Regions from separate parts of the Sus scrofa genome. Here regions 2, 3 and 4 are each linked to region 1. A link is a contact called in public targeted proximity ligation data. All regions are on one chromosome and are shown on one strand. The core of a region is the stretch at or near the end of the contact, and the rest is flanking DNA. Distances in the headings are between cores, read along the strand shown. Region 1 overlaps PTPRO (receptor-type tyrosine-protein phosphatase O). Region 2 has its middle 18 kb from the start of EPS8. Region 3 holds the start of EPS8 (epidermal growth factor receptor kinase substrate 8). Region 4 overlaps EPS8 (epidermal growth factor receptor kinase substrate 8).

Region 1 (4,712 bases), core at 1,028-3,527:
GACACGGGGCAATTCATCTGAGAAGCTAAGTCCTAAGAGGGAAGAGTTGTCTGGTAGAAAAAGCAAACCAGACAACTAAATTCATGATTTTTCATGTTGGAGTTCTCTCCCAAAAAATCCCACATGTATATTGGTTTGGATTTCTCTTTTCTCATATTGCCTCATAATCCAGAGTTTAGACCCAGTTGGCACTTCAACCTGTGAGTGATTGGAGGAAAAGAAGAACTCACTTTACTGTAACATTGGGGACTGTGGTGGACAACTGGTCAACCTATATCCTGCCACTTCCCTTTGCACTCTGAGCACTGGGATCTGGGGATTGGAAGAGACTGGGTCCAAACGTTAAACTTGATTTTGAGTCAAAGACCTAAATGTAGACATCTCCTGGGAGGCTGAGGCAGACCAGCGTCCACTAGCAGGGCGGATATGCTCTAAGGAAGGTCTGGAAGAGGAACTCAACCTAGGGTTGAAGGCACAAATCACTAGCACCCCAGCACTAGAGCTGAGGCCTGGGCATCTCACTTGGACTTTCTAGCTGGGCTTAACACCGAGGCTACTCAGAAGACTGGGATTATTTATGTGTATTGGCTCCCAGAAGGCAGGAACCAGCTCTCCAGCAGACTCCATATGGAATCATTACTTTATTAAGAAATAGAGACCCTGGGGGCCGGAAGGGCAGATGTGGCCAAGGCAGTGTAGACCCATACCTCTTTAAGGGGGTAGCAGTGATAGGACTGTGACATTAGGAGACATACCAACCACAACTGCATCCTTAAAAATCAGTTCAGTGGGAAATATTGCCAGTTTAGTCTTTTTTCTCAAGGATGCTACCCGTAAGTTGTTTTTTTTTAAATCATCCATTTCTTTCTAACAGTGTAGGAGCACTAAGTGATGTGCTGTGGGGATCTCTTTTGCAGTGCTGGAGTTGGAAGGACAGGAACCTTCATCGCCCTGGACAGGCTCCTGCAGCACATCCGGGACCATGAGTTTGTCGACATCCTAGGGCTGGTGTCAGATATGCGGTCATACCGGATGTCTATGGTACAGACAGAGGTAGGGATGCAATCATAGCATATTTTTAAATTTGCCCTTGACTGAAAATTTTCCTGTTATACAATCTCGTGTTTCAAAACTATTGTCTTGAATTTTGTGTTTGTTTCCGCCATTCCTGGTTTCTTATTGTGCATGTTCAAACTGTTCCAAGGTATAAAAGAAACAGCCACTTTTACTGGCTTCACGCACCCTTCAGTAGTCCAGAGCACATGGCTGTATCTATAATGGAATAAAAGCCCTTTGAACAGACTGAGAGTTCAGCAAAGGTAGCAGCCAATCTAGCTAATGCCACCAACTGGAGACTTTGGAACTGATGTGATTTAATTCTTTTTAAAGTACTAGATTTGATTCAATGAGTTTGTCATTAGTTTGTCCTTCATGTGATGCTCTATCCAAGTTCACTTTTGATGATAATATGGATTGAACTTATGCTTTCTGTCCCCCTTGTGATTTTTTTTTGTTTTTCTGCTGTACAGCAGACCCAGTTGTGTGTGTGTGTGTGTGTGTGTGTGTGTGTGTGTATTGCTTTTTAGGGCCACACCTGCAGCATATGAAGTTCCCAGGCTAGGGGTCGAATCGAAGTTTCAGCTGCTGGGCTGCACCACAGCCACAGCAACTCGGGATCCGACCCACATCTGTGAACTACACCACAGCTCACAGCAATGCTGGATCCTTAACCCACTGAGCGAGGCCAGGGATTGAACCCTCCTCCTCATGGATACTAGTCGGGCTCGCTACCACTAAGTCACAATGGGAACTCATATATATTCTTTTTTTCACACTCTCTTCCATCACGGTCTATCGCAAGAGATTGAATATAGTTTCTGTGATGTAGAGCAGGATCTCATTGACTATACATTCTAAATTGAGTAGTTTGCATCTACTAACCCAAACTCCCAGATCATCCCACTCCCTCCCCTCTTCCCCTTGGCAACCACAAGTCTGTTCTCTGTGTCCGTTCCGTGAGTCTGTTTCTGTTTATGGATGGTTTCATTTGTCCCCCCCCCCTTATGATTTTACGGATTTCCAGCCCCTAATCTACCAGCACAGTCTGTTCCCTTGATCTAAATGAATGGATTCATCATTGCAACAACATGGAGGCATTCCCAGAAATATCCATCAGTGTTACAGGCTCCTCTTCCTCCTATTCTCCCAAGCGCTCTCTTCCTTTGAAGCCTTAAAATGCACTCAGGCTGGAGCGGCAGCCCCAGGCCGGTGCCTGCAGACAGTATTACACAAGCACCAGAGCAGCAGTGGGTGTGTACCAGTGTGGGCCGCAAACATAAGCACAGTAGTTTCTTCGTAATCTTAGTCACCCAGCCGTATACTCACAACTTCTTAGCTTCAAGCGAACAATAATCCTTTTTCTCAAGGAGTGTGTGTGGGAGGAACACTCGTGGAATAGAACACAGCCTGTCCTGACCTTTGACTAAATTCCCAAGGAATTGAAAACTGCCTTAATCTTCCCCACGCCTTTCCTACAAATCACCACTAGATGTCAGTATAACTCAAAAGCCTGCAGGTCCAGGCTCCTGTCTCAGTGTTTCTGGTTTCCCCTTTCCCACCCTTTTTTCTTTTCTCTCTTGTTTCCCCATCCTATCTGATGACCAAGGCTTGGCACAGCCATTCCAATGTGTTTATTTCTGAACTACAGCAAGATTGTGGCACTTTGGAAAGACTAGCTCATTTAACATTCAGATGGCTCACGGATGTTTCGGAAGCAAGGCATCTATTAGTGTCTTGAGCCCACTCGCATCCAAGTCCTGCTGCCTTCTAATTTACTGCTGTGGGGACGTGAACATTACCTTGTTGTCACAAGCTTAAAATGTCCTGGGCTTCCCAGAGAAGCCCAACTACCTAGTGATTAAATGGTGCTTTATGAATCCATCCATATTTTTGGCTTTCACTTCCGTAAATCTATATCCTACTATGCTAGTGACACTCCTTATTATGTATGTTAATCCCCAAGCTTCAAAGAGCCACTCCTTATTTTAAGTATTTGGGATTTGATGAAATGTCTGCCCCCATTGACTTAATTTATACCTTTTATAACTTTATAGACTTTGATTATAGCCTTTTTTGCTTTCAACTTTCCAACTACAGAATCTTAATCCCTTTTTAAAAACTACCTTCACATGGCAGACCCTCCAACCAATTTCCAGCACCATGATCCTTCTGCAGGTATGGCAATCATACGAGACTAGGGCAGCCACCATGCACCTTGTTGCATAGCTGAGAAAAAGTTGTTTTCTCCTCTAACTTTCTTTCCTGAAATTTTGATGACCTCTTTGTTTATGGCAGCATTTTAGGTTGACATCTCCAGGGAAATAGCCTTTTTTAAGTATGCTATCCCTTCCCTGAACTCTCGTGGGAAAATTCAAAGTCAGCAGAAGATGCACAGGTCACCACAGGTTACTGATTTTTCCCAAACATTCCAGCTTCACTCTAGAGTTCCCTCGGGATTTTTGCAGTGATCCTCTCCAGTTTATTTACTTATGTCAGTTTTATTAGTTTTATCTAGAACATCTTGTCCATTGACTTACCTCTGTTTTTCCTCACTCCTCTGCTCTTCGTGGTTCAACTTGGATTTTGAATGTTAGGATGTTCCTAACATCTTCCTTGAGCCCAGTTCATGCCCCAGTCCTGCTGCCTCCTAGGTTACTGATGGTAATGAGTAAAAAGCAGAGTAAAAAATTATTTTCTTCAGCTTCATGACCCCAGAGCACTCCTTTGACACTAATGATTTTCAAGAGGCCAGAATGATTCTCCAGCTGATTTCTGAGCCAGTGTATATATATAGGAACCATAGTGTGTGGTGTATGAGTGACCTCCCATGCTGGTTTCTAATTTTCCTATGTCCTCTTGACTGCCTGTCACCTTGATTCTACCACCCCCACCCCCCCACTCTACAACCAACAGAGGCCATTGACTCATTTGACCCTGTCTTCAGATGCACATTTCAGGTCCCTGCAGCACGCTACATGGACTGTGTTTTAACAAGCCCTCTTCCCCTTTCTCTGTGGATAGGCATGCTGTGTAGACTCCTGCATGAGAGTAGCAAGGGGTAGTCAGAGAATAGGGTCATCAGGCCAGACCCTGCAAGAGGCCAGGGGCCCAGGCGATCACTGTACAATGTGCTTCACCTCCCAGAGCTCCCACTCCTCATTCAAAATGTGTCAAAGACAACATTCATGCATTATTTGTTGTAAAGTATACATTAGGTAAATCCCTATCATCAAAATAAATGCTTTGAAACTGAGAAGTACTGCATGTGGACAGCCTTCACCTCTCCTGGGCTCTCTTCTTTCTTTTTATTTCTTAACTTTGTGTGTGTGTGTGTGTGTGTGTGTGTGTGTGTGTGTGTGGCACCTATGGCATGTGGAAAGTCCCCAGCCAGGGATTGAACCCACATCACAGCAGCAATCCAAGCCACAGCAGTCACAATGCCAGATCCTTAACCCAATGAGCCACTAGGGAACTCTCTCTTCTATTTTCATCAAAGGTTTTTTTTTTAATTTTCCTGGAATAAGCTTTTCCTGGAGGTCAGCTAGGGCCTTGCTTTGGGCAGCCAGTCCTCCTGATTGTTAGCTTAGATTTCTCAGGAACTCTCAGAGATGTGCCTTTAAATAGTCTTTTGTTTACTTTTCCTGTGGCCCGCT
Region 2 (4,712 bases), core at 1,268-3,767, 230 kb after region 1:
CGTGTTTACATCACACCCCAGAATTGCTGAAAGAAAAATGAGGGGGTTGGATGAAAAGACAGGCAGGTTACTTCCAGTTCTGATTCTGCTATTCCACAGCTTTGAAATTCTTTCTCAGTGCAGCCAGATGGAAGATTTCACTCGATAATGTCAGTTGGAAAATCATTTAATACACTTTTAAAGAGGTATTTAAATTAAAACCTAGGGACCTATTTATTTGAGTTTCCTTGTGATTCATGAGCTTTTCATCTTTTCCCATCCTGGTCAGAGACACTTCTTATCCTTTTGATAAACCTAAAGTTTCTCCTGTCTTTAGATTTGGCCTAATGACATATTTTTGCTTTTTCTGAGGTTAGGAAAGAAGGAGCCAAGGTCATCTGGGCTCATATCCTTTTTCTCCATCGCCTTTTCCCTTTTGTACTCTACTCCTCCTTCTACAGGAAAAATTAACTAAAGTGTAGGCAGTTATAGAAAAGCCATAGTGTTTCTCTCACCATTTGTCCTAAACCATGTAATCATTAGTGTTGTTTCCTGCAATTCTCTCTCTGCTAAATATCCCTTGAAACACTTTTCTTTTCTCCCAATTTTCTGTCTTTCTCTTGGGCTGAACTTCTCCTTCTCTCCTCCTCTTTTGAGCAATTGGAGTGGACACACACACACCCCAGAACCTAGACACTCCTTTTCCCTCTGTTCTCACCTCACAGAACCCTTTCTCAGCACACATCCTTCAATGACACCTATTCCTCTCTTTTTCATATCTTTGCACTTTTTTTTTTTAATCTCCATCTGTTCCTTTTCCCATCCACACAATGTCAGTTTTCAATTATCTACTAGTAGGGTTATAAGATGGGGGAAAGATTGACCATGGAAAATATAAAACTCGTTTCTTTTCTGCCTTTGGGATATGTTTTCACACTTACCAAAATTGGTATATACCCAGTTTGGGAAAATCCCAGCCCTTCCAACAAAGTAAAGCTATACTTGGATGACTGTCTCAAAAGGAATTAGAAAGCTATCCACTTAGCTAATCTTTGCTCTTTGCTCATTTCTATTCTGGGCACCCCTCCAGACAATGGGTGAATAGCCTTTATCGTTTAGACAAATGCAAATAATCTTCACAGAAAGATCTTTATTTTCCTCTCTATAGCATGATATCCTTCTAGCTCTCCATCCCCTGAAGCAAGGTGATAATTAAAGTGCTTCAGGTTCAAAGGTGGTCTCTCTAAAATTCCTGATGAGCTAGCTTCAGACAGGAAGGAGAGTAAACAGAGATGGAGATGATATCATAGGTTAAACAGGTTACAATGTTAATAAGATGTTGAAAGTAAGATGTGTCTGCCTCGTATCAATAATTGTCTTTATTCACATTTCCCTGACACATGTGAGTCCAAATCCTTTCTTTCATAATAGTCTGTTTTGGCAGGCTTATGCATCAAGCAAAGATGAACAGAGTGCAAATAAAGAATCTTTGTCAGTACTGTAGCCCATCCCATGATAGCACCTCATTATAAAGAGACCCAAAACATTTTGTGACAGAAGACTAATTTTCTCTAGAAACAGCAGAAATCTCCATATCTCTGAAGCCAAATAATGATGTGCACCCTTTATCTTTACAGGCTGTACTTTGAAACTATAAAATATTTTTAAAATACTCAGCAGTGATCTGGGGCAACTCTTGTACTTCTCTCTTTATACGTAAGCAAATTTTTCAAATATTGACAACCCTGATGATTCCAAACCAATTTACTCAGCTTAATCAAGCAAGGGTTCCTTCACCTTACTTATGGTAAGAATTATTCTCACATTAGTTTATACAATACAAAATAAGTAATTTTTTCATTTTATTTTTCCTTATTTCTACTTTCTCTTGATTAAAATAAAGCTAACACTGAATTTTTTGGTTGTTTTTGTTTTCTTTTGTTTTATTTTATTTTGTTGGCCGCACCCACAGCATGCAGAAGCTCTCAGGCCGGGGAATGAATTCCAGCCATAGACTCGACCTATGCCACAGCTGTGGTGATGCTAGATTTTTAACCCCCTGTGTTGGGCTGGGGATGGGAACCCATGCTTCAGCAGCCACGGAAGCCACCTCAGAGATAATACTGGATCCTTAACCTGCTGTACCACATGGGAACTTCAAAACTGAACTGTTAAACTGGGAACATGCTGCATTGGCTAAAAATACGGAACTTTTTAGCGCAAAACAATTAATTGGTAAATGGCCAATGCAAAGGCTTTTTGTCTACTAAACTTTTATATCTATTTTTACAAAGGCTAAAAATGCCTGGAACACATGATATATGGCATCTACTAGTGAGAATTCATCTGCATATGAGAATGTAAGATTCATTTGTAGAAGGAAAATTTTTCCCCAAGTGAGTTTTTGAATTTCCTATATTCCTGGGGCACAATGATTGTTTCTGGCTTTTTGACAAGACTCATCTCTTAGAGCTTCTGATACTCTTTCCTAATGTCAGTGGGAAGAAGCTTCCTTTCACTTTTTCCAGGAGGAAAGGCCAGAAGGACTCTCAGGCCACTATTCTCTCTCATGACCTCCTATCCTTCCCGACTTTTAGCTCCCAGGGGTCCTGCCAAAGATTTCCCATTGGTTTTAATCCAACTTTTTAAACTGAAGGCATGAAGAAGCAACTTAGATTTATATAGCTTTTTTTCTCTTGTTTTATAAAACATGAGATTAAAAGGGTATCTAAAATACTGACTTCCAAACACCTAAACTGCCTTGGCCATGCTTTTATTGGCAGAGTCTTAAGAGAGCACTGTAGTCCCAAGACCCTTTAAGAGGTGGAACTTATTTTTGAAATGGATTTTGGACCATATGCAACACATATAAGAAAGTTGTCTTTTCCAGCCACAGTGGAAAACATCTGTTTTGCTAATGGATTTGACTCTACTCGCCAGAATAACCTCCCTAATGTTTTGAAAGCTCTAAACAACTAAACCTTTAGGATCTGCAATGGCTCAAAAATTGATTTACTAAGAAAACATGTAGACTTGTGACATAAATGAAAATAAAAATATTTCTCTTAACAAATCCGTAATACCAAAATATTTTAGATACGGCCTCAGATTAATGGTATTTTATAGCTTTTTTTTTCCTTTTTAAGATATGCATACAGACATGTATATACATAGTCTCTTGGAAGGGAGTAGTGCAGTGTGAATAGAAAATTATGTCCACTTTTCTGAATGCAACTAGTGCTACTACTAGACTATTAATGCTCCTTTGTCAATTCCCCAGATTTCAGTAAATTATATTCTAGTGAGATATATGCATGTCCAGCTTATATCTTATGTTATTGGATCTGATTTTTTAAAAAAAAACTTCTAAATAGCATAAAAAGTATTTTATATTATCTATTGTTTAGCCTTCTTCAGTTTCTTTCTTGGCTATTTCTTCTTAGCCTCCAGCTGCTGCTTTGTTATTGTTTGTTTAATAGTTACATAATTTAAAGAGACTACTTTTATTTTCTTATTTTAGGATCAACTGCCAAAGTACTGTGTTATTTCTTTTTTCCTATTTTCATTACACCTATTGACTTCCCTCTGTGTTGTTTTTCCTAACCCCGTTTGGATCTAAATCCTCTATGTCTTCCTTCCACTGATGTGTTCTAATCAACTTTTCCGCTTCCTTCTTTACAAAATCCTCCAGGAGACCACGCTCTCATGACCACTACAATCAAGAAATGTAAATGCTTTAAATGGAAATTCTAAATAAATCTATTGTGTATTAAAATTTAGTATGTATTTTCTCATAAATATTTGTCAACTTTTTTTTTTTTTTTTTTTTTGTCTTTTTGCTATTTCTTTGGGCCGCTCCCACGGCATATGGAGGTTCCCAGGTTAGGGGTTGACTGGGAGCTGTAGCCACCGGCCTACGCCAGAGCCACAGCAACGCAGGATTCAAGCCACGTCTGCAACCTACACCACAGTTCACAGCAACGCCGGATCATTAACCCACTGAGCAAAGGCAGGGACCGAACCCGCAACTTCATGGTTCCTAGTCGGATTCGTTAACCACTGCGCCACGACGGGAACTCCTGTCAACTATTTATATGTTTCTCTTTTCTTTTTTAAGGCCACGCTTGAAGCATATGGAAGTTCCCAGGCTGGGGGTCAAATGGGAGCTGCAGCCGCAGGCCTGTGCCACAGCCACAGCAACACGGGATCCGAGCTGCATCTGCAACCTATGCCACGGCTTGTGGCAATACTGGATCCTTAACCAACTGAGTGAGACCAGGGATCAAACACACACCCTCATGGATACTAGCTGGGTTCTTAATCTGCTGAACCACAGTGGGATCTCCATATAATTTTCTTTATTTCATATTATGCATAAGTTTCTAAACAGAAAGAATCTATACTTCAAGTATTCTTTTAGATGCTAAAGTTGGTCAGGCATTTCTAGTAACCTCACTTCTCATTCACCCCTGAGAATGTCGGCTTCCTCTTGCCCACCCAGTGCCTAAAGCAGAATAGCTGGTAGGCACTCAACTAGCATTTGTTGGATAAATCTAACATTCACTAGAGAAGTGTGGTGGATGGGTATTAAGTCTCAGGCACTATGCCAAGTAATTTTACAAACATACACAAACTCAGATACATGCACATGCACATACTCACACACATACATACACACACCATATAAATTCCATGTAACCTGCTCAAGAACTCAAGTATTATTATCCCCACTT
Region 3 (4,712 bases), core at 1,540-4,039, 210 kb after region 1:
TTACAACTATTCTGCTACAGAACTTTTCTTAAGAAAATATTTCCAATCACTAACAGCTGCAAACAATTTCAAGCAGTAATTCCTAGCAAAGATGTACTACAAGTGATGTACTTTAACTAAAATTCCACTTTTTCCCTTTAAATACCATTGCAAATGTCTTAAAGTTTGTAACCTATCATTAACTGATGTTGTTTTGTGATGATCCAAAAAACTACCCAATATGTTTAATACAACTCAGAAAAGCTAACTTAGATTTTATATAAATCAAGTCAGTGCTAAAATATTCATCCAACAATACTTCGAGCATCTAAAGAGATACCTGGAAAAAGACTGTCAACTTTTATTCCATATTCTGTATTTTAAACCATGGTTCGAGTGAGCTGGTGCAGAATTAAAATAGGTAAATGAAGAAGAGAAGAGTCTGGAGGAGAAGAAGAATAAAAATAGTGGGTGAACTGTGTGTAATACAGTGTAAGAAAAAGAAAAGACTAGGATTTGAAATGTATCAGATAAAAGCACTGAAAGCAAAGAGTAGGAAGCCTATGTCAAAGCACGAAAAAAGTAAAGGACTGATATTTGAAAAGTATTAGCATAGCTAAAAAGTTGAAAGCAGGAAGAGCAAGAGGTAAAAACAAGACAAAAACCTTTACATCTGATCAGAAACAAGGTGATCTGAATTCAACATTAGATTCCTGATAAGGAACAAATAAAAATAAATCATTTTGAAGAAACTTCTCCCTAAATATCACTTAAAATATTCCTACAGTATTTTTTAAAAGGCAGAAAATTACTATATTTTCAATATATACTATATATTCAGTGACATTGAAAAGTGAAAGGAAAAAAAAAGACTACAAAGAGAATCTATCAAACATTGTGCACAGTGATTATCCCACAACAGTGGAACTAAAAGCAAATTATGTTTCCCTTTCTTTTTTTCTTCTGTGAAGTGAATGGCTTGTGGAATTTTAAAAAGTCTTAATCTCTGAATTCTGCACTAAAGGCATTCTATAAAACGTTGTACATCTGTGAGACATTCTACCCTACCCTTTACATGGCAAGTCTACAAAGTGCATTATTTTTCAAAATGGTAAGTAAAAATGTGATCCCATGACTTAAAATTTTCCACACCAGCAACTTAACTATAGTAGTATGTCCAGAAAACTCCAATTACAAATATAAAATTTATACTAGGTGAGAAAGGATGGCATTGACTTTCATTTTCAATGACCACATGATCCAAGGTACACATTCCAAAACCTAGGTCGCTGGAGAAAAATGGTATCCTTTCAAGGAAAATAAATTAGATGCAATACACCATACAGTTACTTTGTCATATGTACATAAAGAAGCCTTCTGGGAACCCTAATTTTTCTATCTCCCCCCCCCCAAAATACCAAAGCCAAGATCAAACTTTTCACATGCATCTGAAACCAAGTTTTATCTGAACTCTGAAGATATCTGTTCCTCTTATCTGAGGCGAGAACTGAAACCTTAAAAAGAAAAGCAATAACACATTTCATTGAAATACGTTTTGTAAAGGTGGATTCCAATTCCTAATGCTCTACCATTCTTGACATCTATGGACTTCAAATCCTGATACCTAATACAGCATCCTACCCTCAGAGAGTCCAGCAGTGGAATGTGTTCTACGGGGAAAGGATCTGAGAAAAAATGCAAAGGGAGAGAACAATCCCTGCAAAGATTCTGCATACAAGTAGTCCTTGAAAGGAAAGTAGAAAGCAAGAGCGAGCAGGGTCTTGGAAATCCTCTGCAAAGGCATTCATTGACAAAGACTCCAGAAGGGCCGTCTTCCCAAAAGTAAAATGGGGAGTGGAGTGAAACCATCTAAGAAAGGACAATCAACAGGAATTAGGAGTGACAACTATGCACAAACAGCAAGGTCTCTTGAATTTAAGGGGGGTATGCGATAGTGGGACTTCGCTGAAAAGTATCCATTGAAAAAGAGCTCCCCTTTGGGGGGGGGGGGGACTGTAGCCCTCTAAACCCCACGTCTAAGACAAACCAGGAGAAGAATACTCGTTCTGGAGTAGCTCCACGGAACAGAGAAGCGCAGGTGTATCTGCGGAAGCTCAGGTTACCGAGAAATAAGACAAGGACACTGTGCATCTCTTCTGCTCACCCCTGCCGGAGCCCCGGGCACGGAGAGCTAGCGGCCGAGGGTCGGCACGGGCTCCGGACGTTCCGGGACCCGCGCGCGGACACGCTCCGGCAGCAGCGCCCTCGCACACCTGGTTGCCGACACCAGTTGAAAGCAGTCAAAGTGAATGAAGGCGGACGAGGTGCCTGGCACCGCTCCACCCCGGCACACAAAGGCGGATTTTGAAAATCGAAGGAAGAGTCCGAGACGACGGACCCCAGCGAGCGCCTTTCTCCGAGGGGCTCTTACCTCGGATCCGCCCTCGGGGCCGCAGCTTCCCCGAAGGCGCTTCGAGCCCACACCCGGCGGGAGGCGGCCGGGAGAAAGCCCTCGAGCCGGACCGCGCCCTCCCAATCCTCCGCGAGCCGCCCAGCCGCCCTCGGCGCCGGCCGAGGAGAAGCGATTTCTGGGGCGAGCTCAGCGCCGGCCTCGCGCTCGGCGAGACCGCCTCGCCCGCCGCCGCTGGGGAAGTCTGGAGCCGTCTGCCCGCTAGCCCGCTCACCCGAGCCGGCCGCGCGCCGCGCATGCCCAGTACCCCCTCAGGGAGCGAGCCAGCGAGCGCGCGCCGCGCGGCCGGGGGCCCGCTCCACTCTCCGGGTCTTGGCAGCAGCCGAAGCGCGGAGTATCTGGTCGACCCCGGCGCAGGAGGTGAACTGGCCCGCGGGGCCGGTGGGCGGGAGAGGAGCAGGAGGAGAGAAGGCAGGGCAGCGCGCCGAGTTATCAAGGCCTCGATCAAAGTCAGACCGACGTACTGAGCCGCCGAGGAGTTTCCAGAAGTGCCCTAGCAGGACCGACGAGCAGCTGGGAGATTGCCAGGAGGGGAAAGCGCTAGGAGAGTTTTGCCCTGGGCAAGAGTTGATGCCTTGGGCGGAGAGGTCGCTCTAGTCCCAGCGGCCAGGGTTCTGGTGTACATTACGGGGCCACTAACCTACCGGCAGTAAACCTGCTGCAGCCAAAGACCCACTAGCCTGCGGCTTTCTCCTGGGACCCTTCCTCCTATTTTTCCCGTTGTGTTTCCTTTTTCTTTCTTTTCTTTCTTTCTTTTTTTTTTTTTTTTTTTTTTTAATCTCTTCAACTCATGCCGTAAACTGGTGGCACCCAAGGGCCTCCATTCGGTCCCTGGGAGTCTCCAAAACCGCGAGTCCTGGAAGCAGCAAGCCCAGACCCGCTTCGCACGCCTACCTTGGATCCCATTTTTCTGGTAGCTCTTGCCAGAAACCCGATGTGGTTTGAAGTAGTGGAGGCTTCTTTCACATAATGCCTCTTGTGACCGACCTAAACCAACCCTCAAAACCTTCTCCTCCGCCTGTAGCGCCCAGTGAGAAGTCCTTGGGTCTGTGAACATTGTGTTCGCCTCTTGAAACACCACGTTTGTTATAGCTATGTTCCCCTTCTTTCTAACTTCTTAAAGGTCACTTGACTCCCAGAAATCAACAAAAGACTACAAAATACACTTGGTTAAAATAGATTGGACCAGGTTGTTTTGTGAAGCAAGGGAGACTCGCAGTCAGGGGAAAAAGATACTTCAGACCAAAGCAGGAAATAAAACCATTACACCAAAAGTTGGAATAGACCTTAAATCCAGTCGGCTATCTTAGGTAGAAATCCTCTTTCCAATATTTCCGCTACACTATCATCCACTTAAACTTTTGCATTGTTGAGAATCTCTATTTTTATCAACATTATGTATAATTATGATTATTTATTATTTTGCTATGCCAGAAACTAAGCAGTTGGTTTTCTTTTTTGCTTTTTCTTCTTTTTAGGGCTGCACCTGCGGCATATAGAAGTACCAGGCCAGGGGCTGAATCCAAGCTGCAGCTGCTGGCCTACACCACAGCCACAGCAACACTGGATCCAAGCCACATCTGCAAACTATAGTACAGCTTGCAGCAATGCCGAAACTTAACCCACTGAGGCCAGAGATCAAACCCACATCTTTGTGATACTAGCCGTGTTCTTAATCTGCCGAGCCATGCCGAACTTCTAGGCAATTTTTAGATTTTTTTCCTAATCTTTAAAATGAAATAGGCTTTATTATATCAATTTAGCAGGAAAATGGAGCTCAGAAGTTTCATTCCTTTTGCCAAAGCCAATGCTGTTGCTAGAATTAAAATCTAAAGTCTGCATTGTTTGATTTGTGAACATCAAATCAAACTTCCCTTAACTTACCAGCTGGTTCTGCCTCTAAGAGCCAAACAAAATTAGTCTCATTTCTTACAGATACTGCAAGTCTTGAAATATGTGAACCAAACTATTAAGTAACTAGTGGATCATCTCATATTTTCCTCTTCTTCAAAATCTCTAGATATTTTCACTTCCCTTAAAATGGAATGGTGCCTTTCACTTCTTTAAAAAGGAATGGTGAGCCTCCATAACCACACTTCATACCCTGCTTTGAATATGCTTTGATTTTTTTTTTCATTTTTCTCAAGTTGTGTACTCAAAAGAGAACACAACATTCAAATGCAATGGGCTGAGATCTGAGTCACAGTGATCAGCAGCCCCTTCGATCCAAGCTTACCTCACAATAGGCATTCCCAAAGTGATC
Region 4 (4,712 bases), core at 833-3,332, 130 kb after region 1:
TTGGCTAAAGAGTCTTCTCAAGCAAGTGCCTGCTCCCCTCCCCAGCAGCCCATATCTGAAGACTGGATGACATGGGGCATAGAGGGCTTGTCCCCCTCTCTCCAACTGGGGACCAGGGCGAGAGCACCATCCCAGCCTCAGAGCCTCTACCAGGTCAGATCATCAGTGAGACTACAGGGCAGCCTAACTTCCCCTCTGCCCGATGCTGGTTTCTTCCTTACATTATCTAAGAAACTTCCAGGACACTCATTTCCAACTCAGAGTCGGCATCCTGGAGAACATCAGGGGGAAAAAAAAAAAAAAAGGTGGGTAGGGTATGGAACAGTACTATCAAGGAAGCAAAAGGAAAAATAAAGGCTTGAAGCCAGTGAGGAGAACAGCAGAAAGTACTAATATAATCTCTTTCTTTGATAGGAGAAGAGAAAGACTTTTTCAAAATTAACAATATAATCACAAAAATTCCAGCGCCACATTTTAGTGTATCTCTACACTTGAGAGTCGAAAGGGATTCTACAGGGTACTCCAATTCTAGGCCCTGTCATTTTGAAGACAAAACTCTTAGGCTCATAGGTCTGCCAAATGCCAAAACTGTTGATGCTTAGAAACAACCCCATTTATTCTTTTAAGACAGTCACTTCCCTCACAACAACTTAACAGATATATTTAAGATCCTGCTACATCAAAGTTACCAGCAGTGGTGTGTGTGTGTGCTCAATTTCTACCTTCCTTTAAATCTTGGAAAAATGTGCAGCAACCAAATCTGTCATGTTCCAGATATAGGACATTTCTCATGGCTACTTCCGGTGAGCTGCCCTATCTTAGCAAGGGGAGAGAAAAGACAAATCCCTATGAGCCTTGCTTAGATTTGCCCCATGTCCCCAGTAATAGAATTCTGATACACCTTTTAGTTCTGAATCATTGGTAAAGATGCTAATGGTAGCTGAGTTTTTTTTTTTTTTTTTTTCTGGCCGCCCCGAGGTATATGGAGTCCCTGGGCCAGAGACCAGATCTGAGCCGCAGTTGTGACCTGTGCCACAGGTGTGGTAACACGGGATCCCTTAACTCACTGTGCCAGGCCAAGGATCTGCATTCTGGTGCTCCAGAGACACCACCAATCCCGTTGTGCCACAGTGTGAACAACTAGTGGTAGTTTTATAAAAGGTTAATCTGGTACAGGCTGGTATATAACTAATCATTACACAGAATACTAATAAAAAACTGCAAGGCCTAAAACAATATTCACATGCACCCTCAGAATGCCAGTGACATGGGACAAATCTAAACAAGTCTCATGGGTATTTGTTGATTCCCTTACCCTTCTAATATAGGGAAGAACTCATATAAGAAATATTACGTATTTGGAATGTGACAGACTTGATTGCTGTGCATTTTTCCATGACTACTAAAGGAACCTGGAAATTGCTCACACGCGTGCACACACACACACACACACACACACACAGACACACACACACACCTTCTACTGGTAACCTTGTCCTACATTCCACACTTTGTAACCACAAATATAGAGGCAGACAAGATAATCTGTAGCAAAACCTATCAAATTAAGTCCACTGGATCTAAAAAGACAAGAAGTCATTTACAGAAATTGTTAGGACAGCCAAGCAGAATGGAGCGGCACTGTCACAATCCATTCATCCGGGAAATCTAAGCAGAACTTCGCCCTCAGTTCCTGTACATGTCAACCTCAGTTCCTCAATCTGTCTTTCATTCCTTCCTCTCCTAAGAATCACAGTCTGCTGGGTCTTCTCTAAGCCAACTCTTCTTCTCCTTCTAACTTTAAAACCTTTTTTTAATGGGAGCAAGGAACTAAGGTGCTACAAATATGAGAGAATCCTAAAGAGGTTTCTAAATTCGAAAGTGCATGTGGTCAAATCTCAATTACATACATGCAAGTTAAGTGGGCTGAATTCAAACTGGAAGAATCACCAACCAAATGTTTTAATAACTAATCCGGGAAAGGAATGAGAGTGCAATATAATTCATACTTGGGGAGAATCCTGTCAAACTGTTAACATTTTATAGGCATAGAAAAGGGCAAGTTAATGAGAGGAGGAACCAATCTACTCATATAAAAAAAAAAAGATTAAATGAGTCACTGTGGGTTTGGAGTTATTGTTTCAACACAGAATCTAGATTAAAGATTAAAAAAAATAATAATAAAAACAGGAGATCCCGTTGTGGTGCAACAGAAACGAATCTGACTAGGAACCAGGAGGTTGCAGGTTCGATCCCTGGCCTCGCTCAGTGCGTTAAGGATCCGGAATTGCTGTGAGCTGTGGTGTAGGTCGCAGACGTGGCTCAGATGGCTCTGGCATAGCCCAGCAGCTGTAGCTCCAATTAGACCCCTAGCCTGAGAACTTCCATTTGCTGAGGGTGTGGCCCTAAACAAACAAACGTTAGGAAAATATTGATTTGAGAAAAATGAACTCGTTATTACTGTAAAAGAATGTCATGACATATAAGTGAACAAAATGGTAGTTTAGCCTTTAAATTGGCAAAGTTTAGGTATATACTAGGGGACCATCACACAAACTTATTAAATTATGGATTTTAAATGTTTTCAACCTAGGAATCACTATAGAGTTCCAATAAGTCATCCCCTTATCTGGCAATTTCAATCAAAAGCCAACAAAATTTTGGAGAAAAAAAGAAAGGTGAAAACAAAAAAGTGATTTCTTATTTCTATTCATGTCCTATAACCAAAGAGAAGTTGGAAAATGTAAAGACCTCAGCACTGGGAAACTGAATACTTGTGTTTGTGCCCCAAGTCTGCGGCTGAATAACTCTGTACCTGGGCAAGTAACTTAACCTCCCTCAGTCTCCATTTCCTCACCTGTGAAAGGAGATCATTAAGGCCAATCTGTAAACTCTCATTCAGATCTATTCTAGAACATTTACCCAATTCGAATTTTAAGACAAAATTCAACTTAATTAGATGTGGGCTAAAACATAGCAATTGGCAGTTTTAGTCTACTCAACATTAAATTAATTCATTTTTAGGAAAAAATTGAAATTATTAAATGGTCAGAAATCCTAATGATAAATGAGGAAAAATTATTAGTTGCCATGAGGACATCCGTAAATTCACCTCAGAAATTATGAAGAAACACTTGTCATAGAAACTCCAATTTCTGCTGGAAAATTCCCATTTAAATGCAGACGCCACTGAAACACAGTAGGGACAAAGAATTTCTGAGAGGCAGGGAAAATGGAAGCTTTGGGCATGCAGTACCAATATTTCCCATCATTAAGATCTCACTTGTAGCTTCCTCATTTCACCTGACTCAGATGGCACTGGCATTCTACACAACTGCCTTGGCGCACGCATATCAAAAGAATGGACAGGATGTTCCTTGTGAAACAGCATTTTTACACATAACGTGACTCCCCCCCAAACCTGTGCTTTCCACAAAAACAAAAACAAAACAAAACAAAAAAAACCCTCTATAAAAATGATAAAACTACTTTAGCCTATCCAAATCATGGATGCTTCAAGATTCTCAAGTGCCAATTTGGAAAGAAAAAAACATTTAATATAAGAGTACCAATACTTCCCAGATTATTTTTTACCTTAACTCTATAATATAATCAGGAAATTATCACACTAGTTAGATAACATGACCTAACCGCTCCTTACTACAATCACGTGCTTTACATTGAGAAGAAGTGAGGGAGGAAAAAAAAGGAGGGGAGCAAATCAGAAAATATGGAAAATGAACTGTGAATGCTGACAAAGTACTAGCTTACGAGAAAATAAGGAGGAACGCCCAAGTTTCGTTTCAAAGCATGTGCCCTCTGAAATACTGCAAAGAACTGTCCTATATACACATTAACAAGCTAACACTGGGCAAGCAGCTTTGAAAAATTAAATCAGGCAGCATTACAATAAACACAATGAAATGCCTGTTTTCAGAGCACCAGTTTAGAAAAAGCTGTGTAAACAGCTGTTAGAATGATATAGCTTATGTCATCCTTTGAAAATAAAACCTGCAATTAAATTTGCACATCAAATGATCTTTGAAGCTTGTACGTTACCAATAAATAGGGGTGGCAGGAGAGGCTTAAATCAGACAAGCCTTGCCGGTGGCACAGAAAAGGGCAATCATAAAGAAAAGCCACTGCAGCAACACTTCTACAGATTTGAAGCTGACTGCCCCAGTGATGCACCGGTATTAAACTGTGAGGCTGTATCAGTTTCAAAAGTGATTTAACTGCTTGGAATATCATTGGACTAGAGTGTGCCAAAGCAGCAGAATTTAGTTATGGCCTTTGGCTGAAAAGCATTAATATATTGAAGGTTTGCCCTGGTTAGGCAAAATATTAAGGGTCACTTTCAAGTTTATTTTCAGTCGATAAAAGGTCGATTATCCAAATCAATTTTTAATGTTTACCTAATTTGCAGTTTCGAGACCTTTTAATGACAACCCTAACACTAGTCTCTAATTCCTTTGTATTTCTGACATGGGGCTATGGAAAATAGATTAAATAAACCCAGGTCAAGCGTAGCATGGTTGTGGTCAAAAGAATAACAAATTTGAAACCTAAAACCTTAATGTTTTCTCCTGGCTCTACAATTTAGTATTGTCTGACTTTAAACAAATTGTTAATATAGCCAATAGAATATGGTTGGAAAGAACTTGACTTTGTGTGCAAAACAGGTTTAAATATGAGCACTGTTACTCACAGTT

What was found.
Region 2: a contact with region 1 is called in a targeted proximity ligation map of skeletal muscle. A contact is called at or near these places in 2 of 2 datasets of targeted methods (alveolar macrophages and skeletal muscle).
Region 3: a contact with region 1 is called in a targeted proximity ligation map of skeletal muscle, with 7 times the contacts expected there. A contact is called at or near these places in 3 of 5 promoter capture datasets (fetal skeletal muscle and liver), 8 of 47 Hi-C or Micro-C datasets (embryonic fibroblasts, fibroblasts, heart right ventricle and 2 more) and 2 of 2 datasets of targeted methods (alveolar macrophages and skeletal muscle).
Region 4: a targeted proximity ligation map of alveolar macrophages shows a contact between it and region 1. A contact is called at or near these places in 1 of 47 Hi-C or Micro-C datasets (liver) and 1 of 2 datasets of targeted methods (alveolar macrophages).

Annotation. Positions count from the first base shown.
Region 1 is chr5:57,025,471-57,030,182 of Sscrofa11.1, reverse strand. It overlaps PTPRO (receptor-type tyrosine-protein phosphatase O), which reads left to right. Exons shown (of 28, transcript XM_003126453.4): 26 at 918-1,053. Among named protein-coding and RNA genes, the nearest start is that of EPS8, 210 kb to the right of the region's middle.
Region 2 is chr5:56,796,921-56,801,632 of Sscrofa11.1, reverse strand. No RefSeq gene overlaps it. Among named protein-coding and RNA genes, the nearest start is that of EPS8, 18 kb to the left of the region's middle.
Region 3 is chr5:56,815,522-56,820,233 of Sscrofa11.1, reverse strand. EPS8 (epidermal growth factor receptor kinase substrate 8) reads right to left here and starts at 2,789. Exons shown (of 21, transcript XM_021092301.1): 1 at 2,411-2,789.
Region 4 is chr5:56,891,916-56,896,627 of Sscrofa11.1, reverse strand. All of the region lies in intron 1 of EPS8 (epidermal growth factor receptor kinase substrate 8), which reads right to left. Among named protein-coding and RNA genes, the nearest start is that of EPS8, 77 kb to the right of the region's middle.